Linked DNA regions of Mus musculus: all the other regions are linked to region 1. The links are chromatin contacts, called in public Hi-C maps. All regions are on one chromosome and are shown on one strand. Each heading gives the region's core, a stretch centred on a gene start, on an enhancer-like site or on the middle of the called end of the contact. The rest is flanking DNA. Distances are from core to core; before and after follow the strand shown. Region 1 has its middle 61 kb from the start of Gm40948. Region 2 has its middle 42 kb from the start of Gm33041. Region 3 has its middle 58 kb from the start of 4921525O09Rik.

Evidence for each region. Hi-C and Micro-C count contacts between places; a contact is called where the count stands out from the background.
Region 2: a contact with region 1 is called in a Hi-C map of liver, with 2.5 times the contacts expected there. The contact joins two enhancer-like sites. A contact is called at or near these places in 9 of 484 Hi-C or Micro-C datasets (the N1E-115 cell line, bone marrow-derived macrophages, cerebellar granule neurons and 4 more), 4 of 115 datasets of contacts at active chromatin or transcription factors (embryonic stem cells and pancreatic cancer cells) and 1 of 9 other capture datasets (embryonic stem cells).
Region 3: a contact with region 1 is called in a Hi-C map of liver, with 4 times the contacts expected there. The contact joins two enhancer-like sites. A contact is called at or near these places in 2 of 39 promoter capture datasets (both in liver), 12 of 484 Hi-C or Micro-C datasets (the C2C12 cell line, bone marrow-derived macrophages, liver and 2 more) and 8 of 115 datasets of contacts at active chromatin or transcription factors (effector CD8 T cells, hepatocytes, large pre-B cells and 4 more).

What each region holds. Positions count from the first base shown.
Region 1 is chr13:52,021,086-52,024,726 of GRCm38.p6, forward strand. No RefSeq gene overlaps it. Among named protein-coding and RNA genes, the nearest start is that of Gm40948, 61 kb to the right of the region's middle. Within about 2 kb of position 1,691, at least 16 of the 459 cell types and tissues checked have an H3K27ac peak or open chromatin away from gene starts, as enhancers often do. A contact at or near this core is called in hepatocytes and liver, where this site is marked.
Region 2 is chr13:52,178,594-52,182,234 of GRCm38.p6, forward strand. No RefSeq gene overlaps it. Among named protein-coding and RNA genes, the nearest start is that of Gm33041, 42 kb to the right of the region's middle. Within about 2 kb of position 1,573, at least 10 of the 459 cell types and tissues checked have an H3K27ac peak or open chromatin away from gene starts, as enhancers often do. A contact at or near this core is called in liver, where this site is marked.
Region 3 is chr13:52,152,453-52,156,093 of GRCm38.p6, forward strand. No RefSeq gene overlaps it. Among named protein-coding and RNA genes, the nearest start is that of 4921525O09Rik, 58 kb to the left of the region's middle. Within about 2 kb of position 1,854, at least 98 of the 459 cell types and tissues checked have an H3K27ac peak or open chromatin away from gene starts, as enhancers often do. A contact at or near this core is called in hepatocytes and liver, where this site is marked.

The DNA.
Region 1 (3,641 bases), core at 441-2,940:
CCCAGGGAACATGGCTCTAAGTGCAGAGCCCGTCTGCAGAGCCTGGGTGGCCACTGCATGCTTCTTTCTGTGGGGTGAGGCCTTGCGTCTTTCAAAAGCTCGTTAGAGACACCCTCTCCCTTTGAAGGGTCTGTTTCATGTGCCGCTTTCAATCTGTCACGAAGCCGCTTTGCTCCCAGAGAGCCGGGACTGCAGGAGGGGTACACTTGTGAGGCCGGAAGAGTGTCCTGGATGCCCTTCGGGGGACAGAGTCTCTAGGAGCACAGAATGAAGGGGCAGGCAGGAGTAGACGGCAAGATGCTGTTTTCAATCGCCTCTGGCTGTGTGCCTGAACTGTGTGTGTGGCTCACCCTATCCTGGGGGGAATAGCAAGGTCAGTGTCAGCGCTTTGATGTTGCCTTAGGGAAGTGGTGGAAATCAAACACAGACCTCTGCAGCAGTAGCAACCCCAGGGTTTGCATTACATTGTTTCCAAGTTTTGGAAAAGATGATCCTAGGAGAGGAGAGTGGGGATGTGACTACCCTGCTTCTTAGCGGATTAACGCTCGCTTTCTCCCTTCTCCACTCTTCCACTGGAGCCCTGTCTGACATCTCCCTTGCCCCGAGGCTGTGCTGTCCTGAGATGCCTCTGCAGATGAGGCTTCAAGTTGAACCAAGGCTAAGGGAATGATGGAAATTTTGTTCCTCTTCTCTCTCCCCTGGGCGGGGCTGAAGTGTTGGGGGGCGTGCAGGAGCAGGTTGCCTGTGTGTCTGTTTAGCTTGGCACCCCAAGCCTTGCAGCCTCGTCTCTCCTGTGTGAAAACACCGACAAGCTCCTGCCTGTTTCCATTCCCAGTGTTTGCCCCTGCTGCCTGGCTGGCCTCTTCTTGGAAAACCAGATCCTGTGGCTTCAGTGACCGGGTGCTGGCAGCAGGGGCCTTTGTGTGACTGGCAAAGGGCTCTGTTTCCCATGATTGCATCATGGTTTGGGGGGCACGAGGTGAGCATGGGAAGCTCCAAAGGGGTCAGGTCCCTGGGGAAAGGCGCCTGTCACTGGCTTCTGAGTCAATGCTCCCTTAAACTTGTGCCCAGTTTGCATCAGGAAAAAAAAGTTGTGCCCAGAGGAGACTGAGCAACGAACCTGCAGAATGTCACTGACCCATCCTGAAGGTCGTAACCTCTGTGCCACCAACCTCCAAGTGACACATTCCTAAGTACATTTGATGGATAAGTAAGGGCCAGAGACGTTTGGCTGATCTGAGTTTCTGTTTCGATATGAGTTATTGAAAGGATTAGAATTCTCATCTAGCACAAAGCTACACCTTCAGCTCAGTTCCCATTAGGTCTCTATGAATGTGTGTGTGTGTGTGTGTGTGATCAGAACTGAACAACTGTAGATTCCCTATTCGTCACTTAGTGTTCCGGTGCTGTAAAACAATGCTCCAGGTTGGGTAATTTGTAAGTGAAAAGGCTGATATTGGCTCGTGGTTCTGGAGGCTCGCAAACACGGTGGCAGGGTCAGCTTCTGATGAGAAGAAAAGGAACAGACATGCCAGAATGTTTTCAACATGGTGGTTGAAAGTTAGAACATTGAGGTTCTCAGTCTGCCCTTGGGGATTATGCAAGAGGATAGAAGGGGGTGGGGTGGGTAGAGATGTGTTCAACACAGCCATTGATCCAGTTAACTATGGGTTCATGTGAGATTCCAGGGGAAATTGGACATAGGGCACTTAGGTTAGCTTCCTGGGTTGGTCACCTAGGAAGGTGACAAATCCCAGTGGCCCAGAGGGTTCATATTTGAGACTTTCTTGTTGCAGGGTTTTCTCTGTCCAATCACATTAGGGCGGTGGCAGGCCTGTGATTGGACAGGAAAAGGGAGGTGGAGCTAGAAGTTGGGGAGACAGAGAGAGAGGTCCCAGGAGGGAGGAGGGAGAAGAATGAGAATGGAGGCTGACATGGTGTTATCTAAAGGTTAGAATAATTGAGTTACAAGTTTTAGCATTACCAACTGGCTCTGAAATTATTGTATTGGTATCTTGTAAAATGTGATATTATTAGTACATAAATCTAATTGTTTAACTATAAGCTTAAGAGTCTTAAATCTACTGGGTAATTAGGTATTGAGATGGCTAACCAGGGGTGTGTGGGGCAATGCATGGAAGCGAGAGGAACATGCACACACACACACACACACACCCATCCTAGAACTGGCCTGGCAGAAGCCCTGTGACCTTGCAGGGCCAGAGAGTTGGTGGGCCAAGAGACCATGCAAGTGCGACCGAGTGTGATCATCTGGTGTGGGGGCCAGCCCCAGAGAGTTGGCAGGTTCTTTTCTTTAATATTTCCTGCAACACGCTCTGAGACTCTGAGACTTCATTTGGGTTGTGCCCTGCATGACAGACTATGAGGGTTGCACGGTGCTCCCTGCATTTTGTGTCATGACCAGGCTGGGGACAGTGTAAGAACTTGACCTTGCAGTCAGCTTGTCACAAGTGCAGGTGGCCTGAGGAGCCCTGAGTTCCAAACTGGCATCTGAAACAGAGGCACCTTTAAAGCATAAATCCTTTGCTGAATGCCCATGAAGCCAACGCCTCTCTGGTGTGTGTGTGTGTGTGTGTGTTTGTGTGCATGTGTGTACACACATGCATGAGTACACACAGAGGCTAGAGGTCAACCTTGGGTGTCATTCCTCCACTTTTGAGGACTAGATGCCAGCGCTTCCCTTTCCGTCTCCCAGGGATCTCTGATAGACCTGGAACTTCCCTGTTAGGCTAATCTGGTTGTTCAGCGAACCTCAGGGACTCATCTGTCTCAGCCTTCTTGGTGGTGGGATTATAGGCATGGACCACCAAGCCCTGCTTTCTACATAGCATCTGAGCACCAAACCCAGAGCCTTACGCTTGTGAGGTAGGGACTTTACTGACTGAGCCGTCTCCCTAGGTCCTTGGCATGTTCTTCGTTGACCCAGATGTCGTGGGATCCTGACTAAGAAGACACACCTTGTATGAGGGGTTGCGGTCACATAGTGTGTCCTTTAAAATAGCTCTTGTAGACTTACTTTGAGTCTGTCAAGGTTCAAAAGGTTCATATTGATAATAAATACACAGAGATGTCCCAGAGGCTTCTGTGAGTTGCTGGTGTTTAGGGCCAGGAACTTGTATTACTTGTTTCTCAGTTCATCACGGAGATGACCGTACCTACTAGAGTCTCCTTTCTTCCTGCAGAGCTGCCTTCCTGTGTGGGCTGCCCTTCTCGGCCCCAGAACTTCTTCACCCACCTTTGCTTTGCCTTATCTCTTTATGGACTACTTTTGGGGAAAGAGGAAGGCAGGGCTTGCTGCTGTTTGCCCCTGCCCTAGCACTTAGGAAGACATGGCTTTGTGAAGGCCACACCCACAATGCAGAGTGCCAGCTGGCCCAAAGCCTCCAAGAGCTCAGCAGACCACAGGCTTCAATTCAATGACTTGTTCCCTCGGAGGCCTCTCCAAGGAGCTGAGTCAGGTGAACCTTGGGAATTCCACAAGTTCCCTCCTTGCTGTCCAGCCTCAGAAGGCCCCTTTCTGAGTAGAGTGTCCCTCAGAGTAGAGTGCCCCTTCCCGAGAGAGAGCAGCCTGTCATGGCTCAAAGTCCTCTGTGGAGCAGAGTGCTTTCTTTACTATATAG
Region 2 (3,641 bases), core at 323-2,822, 160 kb after region 1:
ATCATTATGGCCCATTTTCAGGGTGGGGGTGCACTCAAAGTTTACTACAGAGTCAGAGATAAGCAGGAGGTACAAGACCCCTCTCTGCCCTAGCTGGTATCTGACATCTGTGTGTCTCAGAACTCTGAGAGTTGAGAAGTTATAGGCAGTCTCCTATGTGATTGAGCCCGTGATCAGGGGAAAATCTCAAGTCCCAGGATATCTCATCTCTAGAATCCCAACCTGTAGAAAACAGAAGGCTATGTTTCTCATGGCCAGTGACTTTAAAAACCACTGACTTGTGCCCAAAAGTTAGCCAGCCCTTTGTGCTTCTTTCTTCTTTGCTGGTTTCCCTCGCTACAGGGTGGCATGTTAAAAATGGGGTTGCCTTCTTTAATTTGTTACGGAGTAAGGAATTTATTTCCCACACCACAGGGTTGTAGGCCGAATGCCCCAACACCTGCAATCTCCTGTATCAAAGCCCTAACTCTCAATGCAATTGTGTTTAGAAACAAACCCTCTATGGGAGTCACTACATGAGGTCATAAAGCAGGTCCCTGGTACAACAAAAATGATGTCCTTACAAGAGATACTGAGGTAGCACTGAGCTGGCCCCCACCTCCTCCACAGATCCACAGATCCACATAGAAGATGTCATGCCATCATAGTAGGGCCTCTCCTTCCCAGGTATCTTGATCTTGGACTTCCCAGTCTCTAAAACTGAGAACTAAATGTCCACTACTTATATCATGTAGTCCATAGCCCGAGCAGATGTATACAGAAAAGGCTGCGTATGCTCATCCTATTTGTGACCTATGATAATAGCAAAGCTTGCAATGGCCCCATCTGCAGGCTCAAAGTTTAGTCCCGGCTTGATGGCTTCTGATTGTATTACCTACCTCTCGTCCTTTATATTTGTTCTTAAGCAGAATAGCTATGGTCTTGTTAAATCTACACTTCTCTTCTCTTCAATAATATTCTATCATCTGGTAGTTCCATACATTTACACGATGTATATTGATCTCATCTACCCATTCTCTCTCTCCAATTCCCCTTAGGGTCCCACCCGAAATCTCTCCTAATTTCATGCCCTTTTCATATTGTTTGGTTTTATTGGTATTAATCCCTCAAGTCCAGTTAGTGATGTCCCCAAAGGAGAGGGATTGTCTCTCTCTCTTGGCAGCAATTGGCTGTCAATCACTTCTCCAATAGTGCTGGGCTTTAGGACCCAACCATGTTGGGATTTTGACTAGCTCGATCTTGTATACGCTGTCTGATTCCTCTTACTCGTGACTATTTCTTCTCTTGTGGGAGACTCTCCTTCCCTGCTCCTCCTGGGTACTGATTTGGAGGAGTAAGAACCCTGCATGTGACCCAAGGGGCATGGTCTGTGCTCAGAAAGGCTGCTGGAGTTTCACACAGTAAAACCATGACAGACACTGGCAGCCCCAGTTCCATGTATTTCAATTCCCTCTGGGTTTATATGAACTTGAAAGATTACATTTCTGTTTTGTTTCGGTGTTTAGAGTCATGTGACAACCTTTGGATCACGTCAATTGTCAATCTCCTGTGTCCAGCCACAATGTCTTTGGAACAAGGTGTCCTGGTGAGAGGTTGTGCAATGAGTCTGTCTACGCATGCTCGGGCATTGCAGGACTAGAAGAAAAAGGTCCCATCTGGAGACCTGCTTTGCAATACTTTCCTCTTCTAACCACATCACCTGACAGAATCTAGAAGATCCTGCTTTGGGTAGGTGAGACCTAAATGCTTTTGTCACCTTCTTCTATTCCAGTGAGGAGCTGAGTGAGATCCAAGAAGAAAATGCTTCCTTCGGTATCCTGGGTAGGTGCTCCTCCAGAAGCAGGGGTTCTAGGAAGAGGTCAAGACAAAGAGTGGAGAGAAGGATGCCCATAGCCTTTCTCAGAGGGGCTTAGATTTGGATTCTATCTCCCACAGCATCATCTGTGACTGCCTTGCTCTTGGGTAAGCGACACACTCTGGGTTAGGGTTAAGGCTAGGGCGAGGGCTAGGGTGAGGGCTAGGGCTAGGGCTAGGGCTAGGGCTAGGGCTAGGGCTAGGGCTAGGGCTAGGGTTAGGGTGTTGCCGCTCCCCTCAGTGTTCTCTCACTTGAAATCGTATCAGTGACAGTATAGCCTGCCCAAACAGCTTCTGGGTGTGCTCCTGGCCCAAGGGTAGGAAAGGGATCAAGAACTTCCAACTCAACCCAGAAATGTGCAATCCATTAAGGTTGCTTTGCCATCCTTGCCCTTTGCTAAGACAACAAGTCTTGCCAGGAAAGTAGCACTTACCAGCTCCCCAAGCACACGTGACCTCAGGGGTTCACATGCCCACTTGAGAGAGCAGAACCCACTTAGCCCATGAACTGTAGTGAGAGCATCACTCCCCACCCAGAATCACAGGTGACCCCATTTCACATGTCTCTGAGACCAGCTCTTGACAGTCCTCTTTCTAGGTATCAATCAATTGTTTCATGTTTCTACATGTTACATAAACTTTCCACTGTTCAGAGATGACTCTCCTGGCGACAGGAATTTTCCAGATGGAGGATGGCAAGCCAAGATCTCACCCCTTTCTTTTCTAAGCACAGTGTGTGAAGCGTCTTCTCTAGAAGAAACTAGTACAGCCAGGTCATCGTCACTCCATGTAAGATGGTAATTGCAGCAGTCAGTGCTCAGCTTGACGTTCTGACACAGGACTAAGGTATGGGCTCCATTTCTGCATAGGTAACTCATTGGCCTACTGAACCAGTAAGTGACACTCATGGACCAGTAAGTGACACAGTTACTTTTATTCTCTTGACTGACACATTAGTGGGCTGAGCTCAACATGTGATCTAGAAAACAATCGAAAAGCTAACATCAAGGACTGGGAGTTCTGCTGAGGAAATGAGTTCCTGTCCCAGAACTCATGCTTTGTTTTGTGAAGATGGAAAAACATCTGTACGGTGCTACACTCTGTGGGAAAACCAGCGCTCGGGAAAACGGGCACAGAGGGATCCCTGGGGCTCACTGCTCAGCCAAACTAGCATATTTGGCAAACTTCAGGCCAGTAAGTGAGCCACCAACAAAAGGTATGCAGAGAGCACTTAAAGAAGACCCCTGACATGAGCACACATGTGCTGCTTCATCACACATGTGTGTGCAAACACACGTATACACTTTTAAAAAAAATGATGTCAAAAAACAATTCCTAGGAATTTGTCAATGATAGGTTTAGAAATCAAATAGATAGCTTTCATCCACGCATAGTACCTACTATTTCTCCTTGTAAATCAATATTCCTCCCTGGCTCCCTGGCTCCCTGGCTCCCTGACTCCCTGGCCTCCTGGGTCCCTGGGTCCCTGGTTCCCTGGCTCCCTGGCTCCCTGGCTCCCTGGCTCCCTGGCTCCCTGGCTCCCTGGCTCCCTGGCTCCCTGCCTCCCTGCCTCCCTGCCTCCTTGCCTCCCTGCCTCCCTGCCTCCCTGCCTCCCTGCCTCCCTGGTTCCCTGCCTCTCTGCCTCCCTACATTTTTTTCCTCCCTGCCTCTCATGGAAGTAGCTTTCCACAATTGCTCCACATCTGTTGGGAGCCAACTCCTAGCAGAAAGCAGCTATCATCTCTGCAGCCATCTCAGGCTATTTACTTACAGGTGGTACTTTTCCA
Region 3 (3,641 bases), core at 604-3,103, 130 kb after region 1:
CAGGATGCAGAAACACACACACACACACACACACACACACACACACACACACTCACACATGCACTCAATACTCAGTTATGCAGCAAACTTGGGGGCCTGAGGTCAAGCAGACCACATCTTCCTTCCTGTAGGTGAGAGTAGTTCCCAGAGGCAAGCTTTTGCTTTGGCCTGGCTGGGGGCAGCTGTATTTGGGGACTGAGGGGACCTCCCACTTGTCTTTCTGACTGGACAGCAAGGATGATGGAGAAGGATCTAGGTGTCACCGTGGGCAGTCACAGAAAGGTCATAGCCTGGTGTCAAGTCTCCACGGGAGGAACTTTGGCTGGCACATTGGGGTCAGAGGACAGTGACAGAATTCCAGCCCCTAAGCCCAGAACACAAAAGTGGAACTCTTTAATTCCTGTGTAATCTTTGAGAAGGAAAACACTCCCTCACCCTGCTGGCTCCATTATAAGGAGCCATGTTTGCACTGCCAACATCTTGGGGGCTCTTCTGAGGTTTGCAGGGTTATGTTGTTGTCATTGTTGTTGTTGTTGTTGTTGTTGTTGTGATTGTTGGTATTTTGTTTTGTTTTGAGGGATGAAGCAAACTATCTCCTAGCTGTTTTAGTAAGTCCCAGTCCTTCCAAGCTTGTTTTTAAAACATTCTTTGGTGGGAGCCTGGTTTACTGTGTCTACAGATCTGGGGGTGATTATGTTCCTCCTATTTCACAATTTCAGTTGATATTTGTTCTGCCTGGTTTGGCTTTTGGAAAGTAAGAGGACGTAACTGGCTTTTGGAGACTGTGGACCGTCCCCTCCCTGCCTGGTCCCCTGGCTCTCTTGTTCTGGGAATTGTACCTATTTATTGTCTCTGGTCACTTTACATAAAGAGTTTTGTAAAAGGAACGAGGGATGAAGGATGACTCTTAAGTTTCTTTTTTACACTGACAAGCGATTTCTTCCTTGGTTTGTGGTTGTGGGCCACATGAGAGCAGCTGAGGAGGGACACGTTAGCCAGGACCTGCCCTCCGTCTTTCCACTTTATTCTACATGCAAGAGAAGGGCAGAGATTGCCACAGCGTGGCGACGGCCTTCTGCCCAACTCCGTATCCCTCCAGACACGATGGCGTTGAAATCCACTCTTCATGCTGCTGTTGGTCAACATTTGAAGACTTGTTTATGAAAATATCAGGAACTGTCAGAACCCCACAGTAGGAAACCTTACCCCCAACACACATCAACCTCCGTTGTCCCTGCCCAAAATAACAAATCAGCTTCCTGGAAGGGCCTTGCTCAAACCTGGGAGCGACGTCAGCCTGCCCTCTGCCTGTGCGTATGAGGGCTGACCTTCTGAGATCAAACATTGTCCTGTCCAAGAGTCCCTTTGCCTAGAAATGTTCCTGCCTGGTGCAGATCCCTGTTTCCCTCAGCAGCCTGGCTGATTGTCTTCCCAGGGGGACTTGCCCAGTTCTGCTCTGAGCCACAGCTCTGCCAAAGTAAACCACATAGACTTACAAACAGTTTAAAATTCATTTTTCCTAGATGAGCTAAAGATGCATAAGGGAGAGAGAGGAACTTCATTTTTTTAAAAGTGTGTATGTGGGGGAGGGTCTTTTAGTATTATTATTAATAAGATCATGATGGTGATGAGAACAGGGATGTTTCAGAGGCTGGGGATGACCTGTCAGCTATACAAGACACATCTGTGACAGAGAAGAATCCATAGTGGCTCTCGCATACTGGAAGTCCTGGTGGCAGAGCTGAGAACCCATCACGTTGCAGGGATGTCAAACAGTATTGAACAGAGCTGTGAGCCAGGGTCTGCTGCTGGCACAGCACTTGGTTCTTCCAGACAAACAGGCCAGTTTCCCAGGATTTTGCAAGCAGCAGATGAGACCTGAATGATCACACACCAGATCTTGGCAGGGATTTGCTGTCCCTGTTTGCAAGATTGTCCCAGATTGGATCACAATGTACATAGAGATGGCTCTGAAATTCCCTCAGAGAACAAATTCCTCAATACAACTCTTCATCTGGAAATTTACCTAGCCACCCCCACCCCCGTCCACAAAAATGCTAACGTTTTTAAACTTGAAGGTGCATCAGAGGGGCCAGATGCAGTAGCAGACACATCTGTAAGCCCAGCATTCTTACAGTGAGATGGGAGGCTAAGACAAGGAGCCACAGAAGCGTGAGGGTCAGCTAGCCTTGGAGTGTGCAGTAGGGGACAGTAAGAGTGTCTCAGGCAAAAAGTCCCTGTATGGTTTAATAGGACCAGCAGAGGTTGTCCTGTGATCTCCACCCATGAGCTGTGGTATGCTTCCTCAGCCATGTTAATAAAGAGGGCAAGAATAAAAACAGTGATCAGCTGAACAGATTGGTGTTACCATTTATTTGGTGCATCCCAACACCCTGCTAGCATCTCTGTTTGCTTTGTGTCTGCACGCTCCACTCCTCTCTGGGGGGACGGAGAGTGCAAGGGGACTTGATTTTACTCCAGGGTGCACGTTTAGCATGGAAGCCACGGCTGCCTGCAGCAAGCAAGCAGGAGGGTGGAGGAGACTGTAGCCTCTGCTGGACACTGTGAATCGGTGCTTGTTCTGTGCTTACAATGAACATCATCACCATAGAAACCTGGCAAGAGCTGTGTAAGAGTCTGCAGCCTTCGCCAGATGAATGTTTTGCTGTTAGGATTTGCTGTGGTCCTATTAAATCATACGGGGTGTTTTTCTGCCGGGCAACAGGCGCTGTCATAAAATGCATCCATCATCAGATCCTCACGCCACCCGTTGACCAGCCCCATGGTGCGTGTTGACATAAGCGGGCTGCAAACGGCACCCACAGCTGCAGGCTTGTGACAGGGACTCCCTTGCAACAGGTGTATGCTTTAAAGGACCCTGAACCTGGATTTACAGTGAGGCCAGCTGCTGCCTTTGGGACTGACCATTTGTCATCTCTAGATGGGTCACCCTCCTAAAAGACTAGCTTGTTGGAAATTCTATCCTCACCCATGGGACCCTGTCATAATTTTCTTTTTGCTGGCTTCTGCTAGCAGGGAGAAAAGAAGCTGAACAGCTTGCCCAAGCTTTAAGTTACAAAATCAACCAAACAAAACACTCACTTAGACCAGGCAGTACTGAAACATTCCAGAGATCTGAGAGTCCCAAGGTTGGTTAGGAACAAGGTCCTTGCCTCCTCTGGCAGAGTCCAGAGGTGACACCCAGCTCTGCTTTGTACAGCAGAAAGCATCAGCTCTGAACACCATGGCCCGCTAAATGTCCTCCACAAGAAAAATATTGTGGGCAGTTTCTATTCTGGGAGGAACTTTTGGTAAACAAAAACTTTATCCGGGTGCCACTCATCACTGTACTGAAGAAGGGGAAAAGACTTGAAATAGCCAAGTGGACGATTTTGGTTGGCTCAAAGCCCGAGTTCTTCTACCAGCTTGGGTACTTTGAGACCCACACTCACAGAGTGCTCTTGGAGCTTCCTGACAAAGTTTAACTTGAGTGGCGCAGGCATGTACAGTTTTCTTTCTCAAAGTGAAAGTGACACGTGTTCAGAGGAGACCAGGAAGACGTAAGAATGTAAATCAATAAACGGTTTGCAGAACTGACCCACAACCTCCTGACCTATATATAACTGAAGGCCTACTGACTT